2 separate regions of the Mus musculus genome follow, and region 2 is linked to region 1. Evidence: chromatin contacts called from public HiChIP or PLAC-seq data. All regions are on one chromosome and are shown on one strand. Each heading gives the region's core, a stretch centred on a gene start, on an enhancer-like site or on the middle of the called end of the contact. The rest is flanking DNA. Distances are from core to core; before and after follow the strand shown.

Region 1 (6,751 bases), core at 2,035-4,534:
TTTCCAGTCAGGAGCTTGGAAGATAGACTCTTGGAGCAGGGCATGTTGTCCCTCCATGGAGACCTGGGAAATCCCTGACTAGCTCCCTGGCCTAGCTTCATCTTCCTGGGGTACCCCACTTTTTTACACACACACACACACACACAGAGCTCGGAGCTATGCACAAGGCAGACATGAGTATTTAGGAGGTAGACAACACACCATGTTCTATCACTGTCTCGAGCACTTGGCACACAGGAGAACTGGAGGTGAACAAGTTCACTCCCTTGGGGTTGCCCAACCCAGCTATCTGAACCTAAATAAGTGACTTTGAACAGATAAGACCTCAACTCACTTGATTGGTGACTTAATGTGTTATTTTGTCTAGGACTGGTGAAGTTTAATATTTGAGGGGTCCAAATTTACTACCCTGAGGTAGTAAACTTCCAAGCCAAGAAGCCCAGGGGAAAGTACCAGAGAAACTAGATCTCTTGTGGGCTTCTGGGATGCCTGTGGGGAATGGAATGAAATCTACCCAAGTCTGCATGGCTTCCTACTCTTGGGTCCAAGGACCCTGGGCTGGCTTTCCTAAACACCAGGACATTATTGGAAGGGAAATAGAACTTGGTCATGGCACCCACTTAGCCTTGATTCTCCCACATGGCAGACAGACTCCTATCCTCAGTCACAGAAGATGTCTGGACAGAATCACATCCTGGGGACAAATGTGTTGCTGGGTGGATTAGTGTCTGGGGTAGCAGAATTAGTTTTCTATTTTTGTTCAGGGTTAGATGGCTGCCTGTCAACTATGTGATAGTGAATTTGAAACTATATGGACTCGCAGAGAACCAGTGGCTATTATTCCCACCCCATTTTGCAGGCTCTCTTTCTAACTTGCATGCCTTTAGCTACGGGCTTCCAGCTGGGCTCTGAACTGCAAACTTTGCACAAGCCTGATTCAAATGCAGACTGCCAGGAACTTACCTCACACCCACTCCTTTAGCAGGTGAGAGTTCCAACACTAAGGCCAAGCCAGGACTGTTGGTCAACATTGCAGCCAAAACCCTTTTAGAGAAAGCTCCATTGTAGGTTACATGGTGGAGTGGTTTTCTGGACCCTCAAAACAAAACAGGTAACTTCTGCTCTAGCTTTGCAATAAGCCTTTCCAAGGGAGGGCATTAAGAAGAGAAAAATTGAGGTACCTGGGCTATCCTCAAGTTTGAAGGGTCCATAGACCTTGTCTCTTAAGTCCCCAACTCTCCTAAGATGGGAGGAAGGAACACCTAGCCCTTGTAGGGCAAACCTCTGCCTCCAAATCCACAGGCAGAAGCCAGCACTTCTAGGAAGATGTTAAGGCAGGTAAAGGAAAGAAAGATTGATTAAAAAATTTTCTAAAAGCTGACTGGATCCCTCAAGGGAGAACCAGAGAGGAAGACTGAGAGCACAGGGGGCGGAGACTTGGTCATCTTTTGCAGACCCTATCTCCTCTATACTCAAACCTGTTTGAATTATTGTCAGACAGGGCAGGGGTCTACAGTTCTTTCCAGTGGGGAGTCAGACATGAGGGGTGTCTATTTCTCTATTAAAGGTAGCCCTCCATTGAGTTTGGTTTCTTTGCTTTTCAATGAGTCAGTCACCTCTGGCCTGTGTGTTGATGGTTAGAGCTGCCAGGCCAGAGAGAGACTCAAGGCAGACTTTCAGAACCCCTAGAGGTGGTCTGCTTAACATCTGGGGGCTTGGAAAGAGGAAGCTGGGCTGAGAGGGTGCCCAGCAACCTCTCCCTTCAAAGCCCATACTCTGCTCAGTGAGGTCCTTCCATGTGTACCTCTAACCCTCAGGCCTGGATTAAGAGGGAAAGGGAGCAAGAGATGGTTGTGGTTTTCAGTTTATGCTTGTGTATAGGGTGCTCCTGTTTTTGTCTCCCCCTTCATCCCCTCATGTCCTAGCAACCATGGAGGGGGGAGGCTTAGTGGGTACCAAGAAATTGACCAACTTATTCTTGTTAATCCGGCATAAAATAGCACAAACACTGACTCTCCATTAAAAATAGGATCAAAAAAGAAGAAGAAGAAGAAGAAGAAGGAGGAGGAGGAGGAGGAGGAGGAGGAGGAGGAGGAGGAGGCAAGGAAGGAAGGAAAGAAGGAAGGAAGGAAGGAAGGAAGGAAGGAAGGAAGGGAGGAAGGGAGGGAGGGAGGGAGGAAGGAAAACAGAAAACTAGAACTATTTGGGTAGGAACTGTGTGGGAATGAGAAATGGGTGTGCTTGCTGATCCTGTCCCTTTAAGAAAAATCCATAAAGGTTTTCCATCAGCCCAGTGTCTGGGAAAGAAGCAAACTAACTGCTTGGAACAAAAGAGACAAAGAGGCCAAACAACAAAACAAACAAACAATCCCCTCCCCCCTCTGAGACGACAATAGACTAGACGCAGCAAGCAAGCACAGCTAAGGCCTGGCCGGCTGCTCCTGTCCACCTGCCAAGTCTCCCCATTTGGCTAGAGACCTTCTCTCTCACCCCACTCCCACCCTACCACCCCCTCCCAAATCCCTTTCTCTCTTTCTCTGTGTGACTCTGTGTCTCTCTTGGGGTCTGGCTGTGTGTGTGTCTCATTTTTCTTTCACTGTATTTCACTGTCTCAGACTCTCTCTCTCTCTCTCTCTCTCTCTCTCTCTCTCTCTCTCTCACACACACACACACACACACACACACACACACACACACACACACACTAACACCTCTGGCATGTATTTATCTGTCTGTTTCCTAGACCATCTCAGCAGCTCTGTCTTAAGTGTCCCCCTCACTCCCCAGACCCCGTGCCTTGCCCAGGCATCCCTTTTGTGTTGTCTTTGCAGCAGTCTCTGCCAGGAGGACCAAGGTCCATTTGCACTTCAATTTCAGCCTTCCCCTCCTGTTCGGCTCTTTGCTCCTTTTCTGTAAGGCTCTGGCATGCTCCCTCCCCGCCCCAGCAGCCCTTTCTTCGGAGCTTGGCACCGCTTGGGACTCTCATGCATGCCTGCCTTCTCTTTCTCTCACCCCCCCCCCCCTTCTCCTCTGCAGCAGGCCCCCTCCCCTTTGCCCCCAAATCCAGTCCTTTTCTTTTTCTTCCCCCCTCCCCTTCAAACTTTCATAAAATACTGTAAACAACTTTGCCTGGGGATTGCTTTTCTTTGTAGGGTGAATAGAAAGCTTTGGAGAGGGAGACATGGAAAAAGGAAAGAGCGGACAGAGGCAAGTACAGTCGGCAGCAGAGGCCGTGTCGTGGAACCAGCTCCCAGCCAACAGCCTCGGCCCCTTTCAGGCTTTCTTTCAAATAACCCCTTTTGTGCCAGAATGCCTCCTGAGGCATCTGTGTCTGCTCAGGAAGGCCTGGCCCAGGCCTGCATCCCTTCTTCAAACGGCAGTAGGGGTGAGACCAGGCACCCACACCCACAGGAAGGGTTGCTATTGATTTAGTCACAGGCCTGCCACCCTCAACCCCTCATGGGCATGGGAGGTAAGGGGTACCCCGGCAATGGCAGCTTAGGCTTCAGTTCCTTCTTGAGAGTTGTTTAGAACAGAGACTGTAAAAAGAATGCTTTCCCAAGGACTAGAGAAGGAACATAATCGTCTAGAGAATGAAGATGTGGTCTTAAGCAGAGAGAGTATAGATGTGTGGGGCGTGGGGGGTGGGGCACTTGACTGTTGGAAGATGTGTAAGGCAGGGCTTGCACAGTCAGGAAGAACATGGCCAGGAAAGTGCTCGCTCTACCCCATACCACACGTGCACTGTGAGGTCAGGGCACAGAACCAGGGAAACTTGTTTCCCCTGGCCCCAGCCACTCCTTTTCTTCTCTTAATTTTAGTAACAGACAGACAAGGACATAGATGGGACCCTCCTAAAGGGGGAGAAATCGCTGAGTGTTAAAACCAGAAGCAGCAAAACATATTCTTGCTGTTTGGTTGCTTGGCGATGGGGGCAGTATGAAGAAATGCTGATGGTATCAGAAAGTAGGGCTGGATTAGCCTAAGCTCAGTAACAGCGCTCTGACAGAGCCTGCACAAAACCCAGGCACTGAAACGATTGTTTAGAAACATATACACCTGTGTACAGATATACTTATGTAAATGTATGTGTATTTATTTGGTGGCGGGGTTTTTTTTTTTGGGGGGGGGAGTCAGAAGAGAAGGGAGGGGTGTGACTGGCAGCTTCTTGATCAGGCAAGTGTAGGAAGGCTGATGTGCCTCCCCCATGTTGATTTTATAAAGACGAGAGTTTTTTCATACATGAATACACCACACACAAGCCTGGCATATGCTTAGGCCTCATGAGCAAGTCTGATTTTCATGTCCTAAGGGAAACCTCACTGCCGTCTGACTCAGTGACTGAACCCTGTGGGCCATCCAGCAGTCTACTCTGTCTGTGCCCAAGTGCCATCTTGAGGTCATGTGTTCTTCCCTAGAATCATTAGACTGGATTCTCTCCTCTCCGGGGTCTTTCCTTTCTAAAGTTAAGAGGGAGATCCTTATCCAGCCCTCTGCGCATGCTTCCACCATCTCCAGAGATCTGCTCTTGGAAGCATGCTCAACAGAGTCCTTTGGCCAGAAAGCCTAAGGAGAGGAGAGAGAGAGAGAGAGAGAGGATAGTATGTTCTAATGAACTCTTGCGCTGGGCCCAGAACAGTCCCAATTGGGAATACTGTTTTCTTGGTATTTTGACCTTGTGTCAAAATGACTGATTCCTCCCCCTCCCGGGAAGTCACTTCCTAGCCAGCAATGACTCTGGAGCTGTTCTGGGCTCCACACATCAGTGCATCTGGAAGCACTCACGGGCAGAGGCCTTCTGGCTGACTGAGGCAGGGAGTCCTCCTTAGGCCTGGGAGCTCCAGGGGAGCCTCTGACTTCCAGGCTGGAGGAAGAATCACACTGAAAACCTCCCCACCTCCAACTTCCTTTCTCCATGGTCTTATTGTGTGCTCTGCTGACCCTCCATGTCCACACTTCCTGGCTTCCTGTGTGGGTTTCCTGTCTGATCACAACCTCAGCAGCCATGGAGAGGGAGAGGATGACAGAGATGCCGGCAGAGTGGAGGATCCCTCAGCTCCTTTCCCAAAGCTCTCAACCGCATGCTCTTGCTTCTCTGTCCTCAGATTCTCAAAGACTTAGGGTGTAGCTGGGAGAACTTGCTTGTGTTTTTCCCCATTTGGGCATTCTGACATGCGTGTACCACCTTTCTGTAAACTACAAGTACACTTGTCTATTCTTCCTGGAAAGACTTCCACATGCAGACTTCAGCTGCCATGCACCAAGCATCCCCGAGGTGTCAAAAACCTGTGCAATCAATCAAGCATAGGCTTTTTAGTTCCCCAGTTCTGACAGATGGGAGTGCTGGTAGTCACTTAGTCCTTTAGAGCTCTTTGCCTGAGATGGGAAAGACCATAGAGTGTGACATTGGGTGCTAAGAGCCTCTGAAGTCCCCCCAAACCCGCCATTGTATTCTTTTGGGCTCCTATTTAAGAAGAAATCTGAGATTCTGTTTTCTTATTTTCTTGTTGACTTATGTTCTTTATCTACTACATGGTTTCATGCTGTACGGTGGCAGAAAGGCATTTGTTAATTCAATGAGTTCAGTGGGTTAAGACCCTCCCCAGGCAATCAGTAAGCTTGCCACTATCTGTAACTCTGGTCCCAGGGAATATGACACCCTCTTCTGGTCTCCAAGAACACTGCTCACACACAGCACACATACATACATGCGGGCAAAATACTAATACATATAAAAGTAATAAATAAATCTTACAAACAAAATAAAAGCACTGTCTGGGCTTCCCTTCAATGTAATTAAATCAGAATTTCTAGGAATGTGGATATGTATGTATATATATATATATATGTATATATATATACATATATATATATGTATATATATGTATATATATTCCTCTAAACTTTTTGAGGGTTGGTTAGATGTACTGATTTATAGGCCGGGAAACAAGTATATTAGAGTTCACAATGCTTTCTCCTTTATGAAGTACGTGATGAGTTCATTCCTACCACAGGACATGGTTCTCTGGAGACAGAAAAATTCAGCTGATAGATTCTGCACTGTTCACGTGTGAGACTTTAGAAGCGAATGCTAACCTGCAAATGTAAGAACACAACCTCTGTGAAGTATGTTGGGTATGGGTCTGTAAACTGAACCTAGAGTTCCAATTCAGGTGCCATACCTAACTTGAGTTGTGACCTTGGACAAATCACTTGACATTTTGGGTCTCAGATTTTTTTTTCCAGTGTAAAAAGAAATATCTGCTGTGAGGACTCTGTAATCTGTCCTGCTGTGCTCCAGCCTTAGCTCAATTTGCTAAATTCTTGGAAACCCAGACGCTTAGCTAGGCAATTACCAAATATTTTTGGAGGCTGGCTCACTTCTTCATGCACGGTACTGACATCTACTCTTCGGCTGCTCTACTGAATCCCTTTCCCAGACCCTAAGTATCAGAGTGATGATTTTTAAATAATTCTGGGCTCCCTTAATTCTCTTTCCCAGTCCCTTGCAAATGAGCAGATGAAGAGAATGGAGGGGTGGTAATGTCTATGAGCAGTGGGTAATGACTAACAGAAGTTTATCCAGTTGGATAAGTGTCTAGTGGATTGCTGCTGGGGTCAGTGTTCGTTCTGGTCTTAATTAACATCTTCATTAATAGTGTGGGAGAGGGAATAAACAATAGCTAATGATATTTGCAGATGGTAGTAAATTCAGAGGTGTTGCATCTACCAGTGAGAGTGGCAAGAGCCA
Region 2 (7,574 bases), core at 3,039-5,538, 380 kb before region 1:
TCTGTTTGGGTTTGGAAGAGCTGGAATGTATCACACTAGGGGAGACTCAGAAATTTATCTGTTGGAGATTCCGCTACATAAGATAAATGCCCGTTTGTCTAGAAGAGTTTACATGCTGTTTTGATAGCTACTAATGACTTCTGGGGCCCCCAAATGGTCTCAGGATTTTAAGGATTGTTTATACATTGAGGAATAATACAAGCACATTTTATACATTTTTTTAAAAAGCCACACGCTTGGCTGCCCATGAGTTTGGAATTTATTAAGCCAGAAATAATTTCATATCATGAAGCCTTACTTTAGAGAATTAAAAAAAGTCCCCCACATCCACAGGTCCTATAAATGTTTATATACTTTCATATTGTAAATCCTCGTCTCTTTTAGATGTCCCCAGCTCCATCCTATCACTTTTGCCAGGAGCAATCTATTCATTTCTCTGGAAATATCAGCTTCCCTGATACCAGAGAAACAGAATGGATCATCCAGTATGTGTGTTACTGTGAGACTGAAGAGCTCTTCCTGGGGAGGGATGAAGGCTTGCCTGTAGCACTTCACCAAACCTTGCAAACCAGGGTCCTGAGACTGGCATTCAGCTGCTCTGACCTGAAGTACTGCAGTGCCTGTGCAAACACTCTAAGGAAAACGAGTGCTTTCCTTTAAAACATGTCCCTGAAAGATTTGATGCATTCTTAATCAAATCGTCATCATTCTGAAAAGTCAAAATGTTTTCCAAAGGAACAGCTCTCTAATTTGGCATTTACTGAAAAATATTGAGAAAATGTCTCTCAACAGAGAAATCTGCTTTGTAGGAAAATATCCAGGAACTCGGCTTCTTTATAAAATGGGTGTGTTTTTATGACAGGATACCCCTTCTGCACTCCAACACCTTTTGTTTTCTGGAAATGGGAAGAGGCAGTTCAAGCCCCCTAGAAACCCAGAGACATCTCAGGGAGTTAAGGGACACTTTGCACCTGGGAAGTGAAGGAAGCAGGGGACCAAACAACAGCAATGAAAAATCCCATTCACAACCTGAGGCAGTGACCCCCACACCTGGGAGGCTAGAAACCAAGTTAAAATGGAGGTCAGCAAGTCAGATGCTCTTGAAAAGACTCAGAGAAGATCTCTTTAAACTCTTAATTTCATAAAGATCTAGTGAAAACTTTAAAGGCCTTTTTGTTGTTTTGTTGGTTGGTTTGTTTAAAAAGTGATACTATCATTTCTTTCTGAAATAAATTTTCAAATAGGAGGACAACTGTTTGAGATGTGGAAATATGTCTCTGTGTGTTGGATTTTTATTTAAATTGTACCTAACCTTATGATGCTTGGTGGTCAGAACAGTTCTCTGAATATTAACAATCTCAGCCTTCATCCCTCTTCATTGCCCATCTCATTTTATTTCCACGGCTGCCTCTAACGTCCCAGAGTCTCTGGGTACCCAACCTTCACACAGACACTCAAATTCACTTTGCTAAAGTGTTTGCTTTCAGAATGTCAGTGATGTCCTCCCTCATTAACCATTGTCTAAAGCCCAAACCTAGCCACTTGGTGTAACACAGCTATAGAATAGAATCTCCCTGCAACCCGTGGCCTCTTTTCCCCAGATGCAACTTCCCCATCCAGCTGATCTATTTACCACTGCCCTGACCCAAACCTCAACTTTGCTAACTTCCTTAGATTGCTTCTCATTTCTTCCCTCCAAATCTGTGTATGTGGATCTACAGGCATCTAGTGCACACACTGCATTCTGATCTGTACATGTGGATCCTATAGGCATCTAGTTAGTGCACACACTGCATTCTGTATATTTTTTCAGCTAATCACACGTAGCTTTTAATAGTTACTTGACTTTTCTGGTAAGAAGAAGAGCTGCAGAATCCCTGGGTCCCATATCCACCTAGTCAACCAAACACAAATCAAAAAATAATCAGAAAAAAAAAACATTCTTTCTGTAATGACTGTGAACCCTTTGGTTTTCTTGTCATTAACTGGGTCAAGGTACAAGATTCGCAAAGTGTTCATTATATTGCTATTATAAACAATCTACAGATGGTCTAAAGTTTACAAGAGAATTGCACAGGGTATGTATACAAGGGACTTAAGCAACTGCTGCAGATGTTGGCATTCAGTGGGAGTCCTGAGACCAATCTTCTTGGGTACCCAAAGACAATTTGTCTCCTCCAAAAAGTTTCAAACTCCTTTAGGTCAGAGCTTGGCTTATGCTGCATGTCTGGTGTTCTCCATAGCGTCTAGTGCAGAGGGAAGCACTTAGGGATAAAACACACATTTTGGCAGACCCACTCGTCCATCAGTGAGTTGGGAATTAGTTAATGTCTTATATTAGATAGTTCAACTTCTGATTTTGCAAAGACTGTAAAAAGAGATCATCTGAGACCACAGAAGATGCTGAAAGCATCATAAATCGGACACCAGCTTGTTCTTTACCAAAATGACTGCAGATGCCCCCATTTTCCCTATAAAGGCAGCCCAGTTCAGAAGTGAACAATTTATCCTTTCTAATGAATGCTGCAGGGATCCATGATATGCTGAATGGGCCATAAGAACTCTATGAGACATACTTTTGAGAAGGTGGCTGTCATGTAGGTGACAGAGTAACAGACATATCAGCATGCAAGCAAAAAAGTCAGTTTTCAGAAGAGAAGGCTGGGAAAGAGTGTTTAGCCACTGTATAGAGAAAGACTTATGGATATGGAAGCACCCATAGGCAGGGGAGGCAGGACAGACTTCCAAGCTTTGCTCTAGAGCCTAAACTGTAAACTTACTGTCCTTTGTCCCTGTCTCTGCCTCTTATGCCACCAAGCAGCCTTCAGCTTGCTTACCTCTGCCTTCACCTTCCCTTCTAAGTAAGTCAGGAAGATGTTTCACAGTTCCCATCATGCACACTGCTGGAGATTGAGACTGTTTCAGAAGTGTCTTCTAGCCTGAGTACTTTGTGTCTCCGATTTGAATTTGCCTTCCATCCTGATGGGACAGATTGGCTGGGATATCTTAGCGAATGAAGAGTTATGTTAAGTTCAGAAGGTTATGTGGAATAAACTTGTTTGTACTCCATGTTAGACACAAAGAGGGGACATGGAGGCTGGACCAGTCTATGGGTACAATCCTCAGCCCATACATTCTCTCTAGGAGAGTATGCAACTATTGAACATTGCATCAATCAGAAAAATCATCCATGGGCTAGAAGATCTGGGGGTGGGGGTGATAGCAGCCGATGCAGGCAGCAGTTGGAGTACATGAATCACGTCAAGGATTCTGTGAGGTGCCTGAAGTACCATCCAAAAATCACTTCTGTCTGCTGCACCCTCTTAAGATTTTTGCAACTATTAAGATTTTCAAATCGTAGTAACTATTTATTCTAAGGCACAGAGGGGGTGGGGTTGGAAGAAAAATTATGTCTGGGATTTTGTCTACTAACCTTTTATCCTCCCCCTGTGTAATGCTGCTTACTTTTTGTTACAGTGTTTGCATTGAAGGCCGGTCATCATTGTCCAGGAACAAATGCACTCTTTTTATATTATTTGGGAGAACAGCAGGGCCTCAGTGAGTTGGTGGCAGTACAATAGCTCACTCGGGCTACTGCAGTCTAGCGGTAGACATGTTAATTAATATATTTCTCTGACACCTAGGTGATTGAAATAGCAATTAAAGAGTAATTAAAATGTTTACTTCTTGTAGGAATGTCAACTAAGATGTGGAATATAGCAATTACCTATGACGGATTAGAGGAAGATGATGAGGTCTTTGAAGTAATTCTGAACTCCCCTGTGAATGCGGTTCTTGGCACGCAGACAAAAGCGGCGGTGAAAATTTTGGACTCAAAAGGAGGTATTCTTTTGATCCTCGTCTTGAAATCAGGAGCAGTCCTGGCGCCATGGCTGCTGGCTTGCAGCAGCCAACATGCTTGATAACGCCTTCAAATCAAAATGCGTAATTTCTTGTCAAGAAAGCCGCCTGCACCATGACTCCCGGGTTCTTTATTCTGGTGTGTGCTTCATGTGGTTTTTCCTCCTGCTAAGAGCAATGGCTGCAGCGAAGCAACAAGTCAGAGCCCTGGTTGCTTTTTTCTAACCATTTGTTGTTCTCACCAAGGGGGAAACAATGTTGGTGAGAATCTATGGACAATTATTTCCCCCCTGAGTTTGCAGGGCTGTAATTATCTTTCCTCTGTTAAGGAGAGCTCTCAGTGCCCAAAACAGGAGCCCCCACTGTAGTGTGACCAGGAAAATTCTAAGAAGGGAAGGAATTGGAGGAAAACAGACGTGAAGATGCAGCTGGCTGGGGATTCAGGGGGCAGCTGGAGAATACTAATGAATGACTTGGTGAGGCAGAGCCAAACGGTTCTGGGAAGAGCCTGCTAGAGAGCAACCTACAAATAAAACGAAAAGCAAAGCCCTTGGCGCTCTGAGGGTTTGTTCTGCCAAAGTCCTTCTGCTTCCAGTTCCTTATCTATGTGACACTTTATGTGTCCAGCGTGACACTCGATTTCAAGCCTTTTTTAAATGCTTGTCATGCCCCGTGATCTGCAGTTTTCTTCCTTACCTATAATCTGGTGTCCCCTTGCTTACCTTATAATAAAAGTGGGTGTTGTCTCCTTTGCTCTGTACACCCACATTTCCATGACATCTCTCATCCCCCTTTTCTCCACACCACGTGTACTTCTTGGCCAGCAGGAATTTCCACTCACATTGAGTGTGGGAAATATACACAAACAAAAATGCTCTGGACTTGGAACGTAGCTCAGTGGCAGAGTGCTTGCTTAGCCTGCAAAAGGCTCCGTGGTTGAATCTCCGTGCTGCTAAAAATAAAATAAATATTCAGCCAGGTTCTTTCGGCAGGTCGTTTTGTTTTCTTGTTAATTGAGGTTTTGTAATTGTTCTTTAATCTTTAATTCCTTTTTACTTATGGTTTGGTGGGGAGGTCAGAGGACAACCTGTGGGGATCTGTTCTCTCCTCTTATGTGTGTTCCCAGGATCAAACTCTGGTAGCCAGGGTTAGTGGTCAACATCCCCACCTGCTGAGCCACTTCACTGGCTAGTTTGTTTGTATTTGGTGGGCTGTTTTCTGCACCTTCCCAGAAATATTCATTGTTGAAGTTTCTAGTAGAGACTCTCTTAAGATTCACTAGGGTTTTGTCCCTTTAGAGTTGATTGCAAATATTTTACAGCTGCTGCTTGTTCACCGCTCCCTTTAAACAATCCTAGTTTGTACCTCTAAAAGACTGGAGGAAAACTCGATTCCTTTCCCAGTGTTGGGAGGGGGTGGCACTTGATCGGTGAATAAACCTTCCATGTTGGGGAGGATCACAGGAGGGAAGTGAGCCGGTTTCCTAAGCGTCTGGAATGATTATCAAGCCATGACAATGATTTTCATCTATGATTTGTGGGATGGATTTCATGAGTTTATAATCACCCCATCCATGTGCAGAAGGGATACCGCTTTCCCAGGTGGAAACTGATGACGAGAGAGGGAGTTTCTGGCAAATGGGAAAAAGGCAACATCTGGTGGGAAATTCATCCGTCTAGGTTTAATGACAAGCTGTTCCAGGAACTGTGTCAACGCCATTGCTTATGTGTTTGTGTAGTGTACTGATTGCCTGCCATCTTGCATGCCTCCAGGACGGTGCCATCCTTCAAATTCCTTCAACCAAAGCAAGCACAGCACGTGGGGGAAGGGCCCTTGGCATCCGCTGCCCTCAGGCTCATCCTCGCTCACCACTTCAGGTTCTCCTCTTCTGGAAAGGCCTCCTCCATCTTTCACCAGTGGAGATGCTCTTCAGGGTTTTGGTCTCACCGACCTCACTCAAAGGAAGACAATGACCCAGGGGAATGGCAAATCAGTAAGGATGAAGACTGGGAGTGGGTGTGTGGGGATGTGTGATAAGTGGCTGATACAGTGCAGAACGGTTTGGATTCTCATAGTGAGTGCTTTGTGGAGTCATGCAGTGCCTTTTATGTGCAAATATCATTATGCTGACCCACTCCACTAACTGTGCCAACTGAAGCGGTAGGCACATTCATTCAGCCGTGTGAATCCTGCTTTGGTTCCTTTTTATGATCAAGATAGATAGGGAACAATCAGTGGTCCTAGAACAGAAGCACGGTTAAGTGACCCCCTTGGGTGTGGAAGCTATGATGCCCACCAGGCACACTCTCACATGTGTGTGCATGCACGTGTGTACCTGTGTGCTTTCCTGAATCTCTCTGTGCTACAGATGCACTGAAAACGAAAGCCACCTCTCTGTCCTGCTTGTCAGGAATCAGCATGATCATGAGCTGTGGTTAGACATGATGGTTTACAAAATTCTATTGAACCTGGCATGAAAAAAAAAAGTCTCGGGAAATATTCTTTTTAAGTTTTCAGTTATTTCAGAACCTTACTAAAATATACTGCTACTTGCTTTTAAAGTCGGTTTTGCGCACATACGTCTTTTGTTGCTTTCAGGTTCTCCCATCCTCTGTTTGTAGAAATGGGACAGACACCATCTACAATGTAAGCACAAAGAATTGCCAAATGTCTTAAGTTCATAGATGTCTTCATAGAAGTGATACTATTATATTTTTCTCTTTCTCTATTTTCCCGAAGTTTTTTTTTCTGAAAAAGTTTTTTTTTTTAAAGAAGATTGGGTGATTGAGAAAAATCCTTTTTGTCTCTTTGCCTTGATGCTGTCTTTTAAATGCTTATTATCATTATTAAAAGGTTTGTGTACTTTCTCAGTGTTTATTTTTCTCTCATTGTTTTTGTTTGCTGTTTTCCTCAAGTACCATGGTATAGTTTCCTTGAAACTAGAGGGCGACAGATTCTCAGCTCACAAACGGAAGGCCAAAATATCCATTGTTAGTCAGCCACAGAGGACAATCAAGGTGGCAGAGCTGCCTCTAGCTGATAAGGTGGAATCCACAACTGATTTGCACTTTCTCAGACAGGTATGGAAATCTTCCTTCCTTCCTGTTTGCCTTCCAGCAAGCTGTTCCCTGGGCCACAAACACACTTCATTCACAAAATGGACCCCAAGTTGGGGGACAGTTTACTTGACACAGATGTTGTACTGTAGATGAAGACCCAAGGAAGGAAACTGCTATCAGCTTGCGTGAAATCAATTCTAATCTGCCACTCTTGCCTACAGGGTCTGCGGCCCTTGTTTCCAAAGAATTGTTCTGTGGACTTAAAGGGACTCTTTCATTTTGAAGAAAGCACCCACAGATTGTATCAATGTGATGGGATCTCCTGGAAAGCCTGGAGCCCCCAAACCAAGGTGGGACATTGGCTATAGCTAAGCACCTTTAATGAGCAATATGCCATTTAATGAGCTTACAGCGTGATTCAATGTGTGATTCTCAAATCGCACATGTCTTTTCTTATTATACCTAGAAAGCCATGAGGGAAACATGGTACGAAGTGACTTTTTAAGATCCAAAGTATAAAGCCAGGTGGTGGTGGTACCTGCTTTGAATTCCTGCAGAGACAGGTAGATCTCTGAGTTTGAAGTCAGCCTGATCTATAGAGTGAGTTTCAGGACAGCCTGAACTACACAGAGTCTGGGGGAATAAACAACAGCA

What was found. HiChIP or PLAC-seq counts read pairs in DNA pulled down with a chosen protein or histone mark.
Region 2: a contact with region 1 is called in an H3K4me3 HiChIP or PLAC-seq map of embryonic forebrain, with 4 times the contacts expected there. The contact joins two enhancer-like sites. A contact is called at or near these places in 3 of 484 Hi-C or Micro-C datasets (embryonic fibroblasts, embryonic stem cells and uterus) and 6 of 115 datasets of contacts at active chromatin or transcription factors (embryonic basal ganglia, embryonic forebrain, embryonic hindbrain and 3 more).

What each region holds. Positions count from the first base shown.
Region 1 is chr4:82,529,119-82,535,869 of GRCm38.p6, reverse strand. All of the region lies in intron 1 of Gm11266 (predicted gene 11266), which reads right to left. Among named protein-coding and RNA genes, the nearest start is that of Gm11266, 25 kb to the right of the region's middle. Within about 2 kb of position 3,284, at least 91 of the 459 cell types and tissues checked have an H3K27ac peak or open chromatin away from gene starts, as enhancers often do. A contact at or near this core is called in embryonic basal ganglia, embryonic forebrain and forebrain, where this site is marked.
Region 2 is chr4:82,912,900-82,920,473 of GRCm38.p6, reverse strand. Frem1 (Fras1 related extracellular matrix protein 1) reads left to right here. Exons shown (of 37, transcript NM_001198811.2): 30 at 3,694-3,843; 31 at 5,634-5,854; 32 at 6,460-6,507; 33 at 6,777-6,941; 34 at 7,142-7,270. Among named protein-coding and RNA genes, the nearest start is that of Gm33260, 7.0 kb to the left of the region's middle. RefSeq lists an enhancer at 2,203-5,101. Within about 2 kb of position 4,288, at least 52 of the 459 cell types and tissues checked have an H3K27ac peak or open chromatin away from gene starts, as enhancers often do. A contact at or near this core is called in embryonic basal ganglia, embryonic forebrain and forebrain, where this site is marked.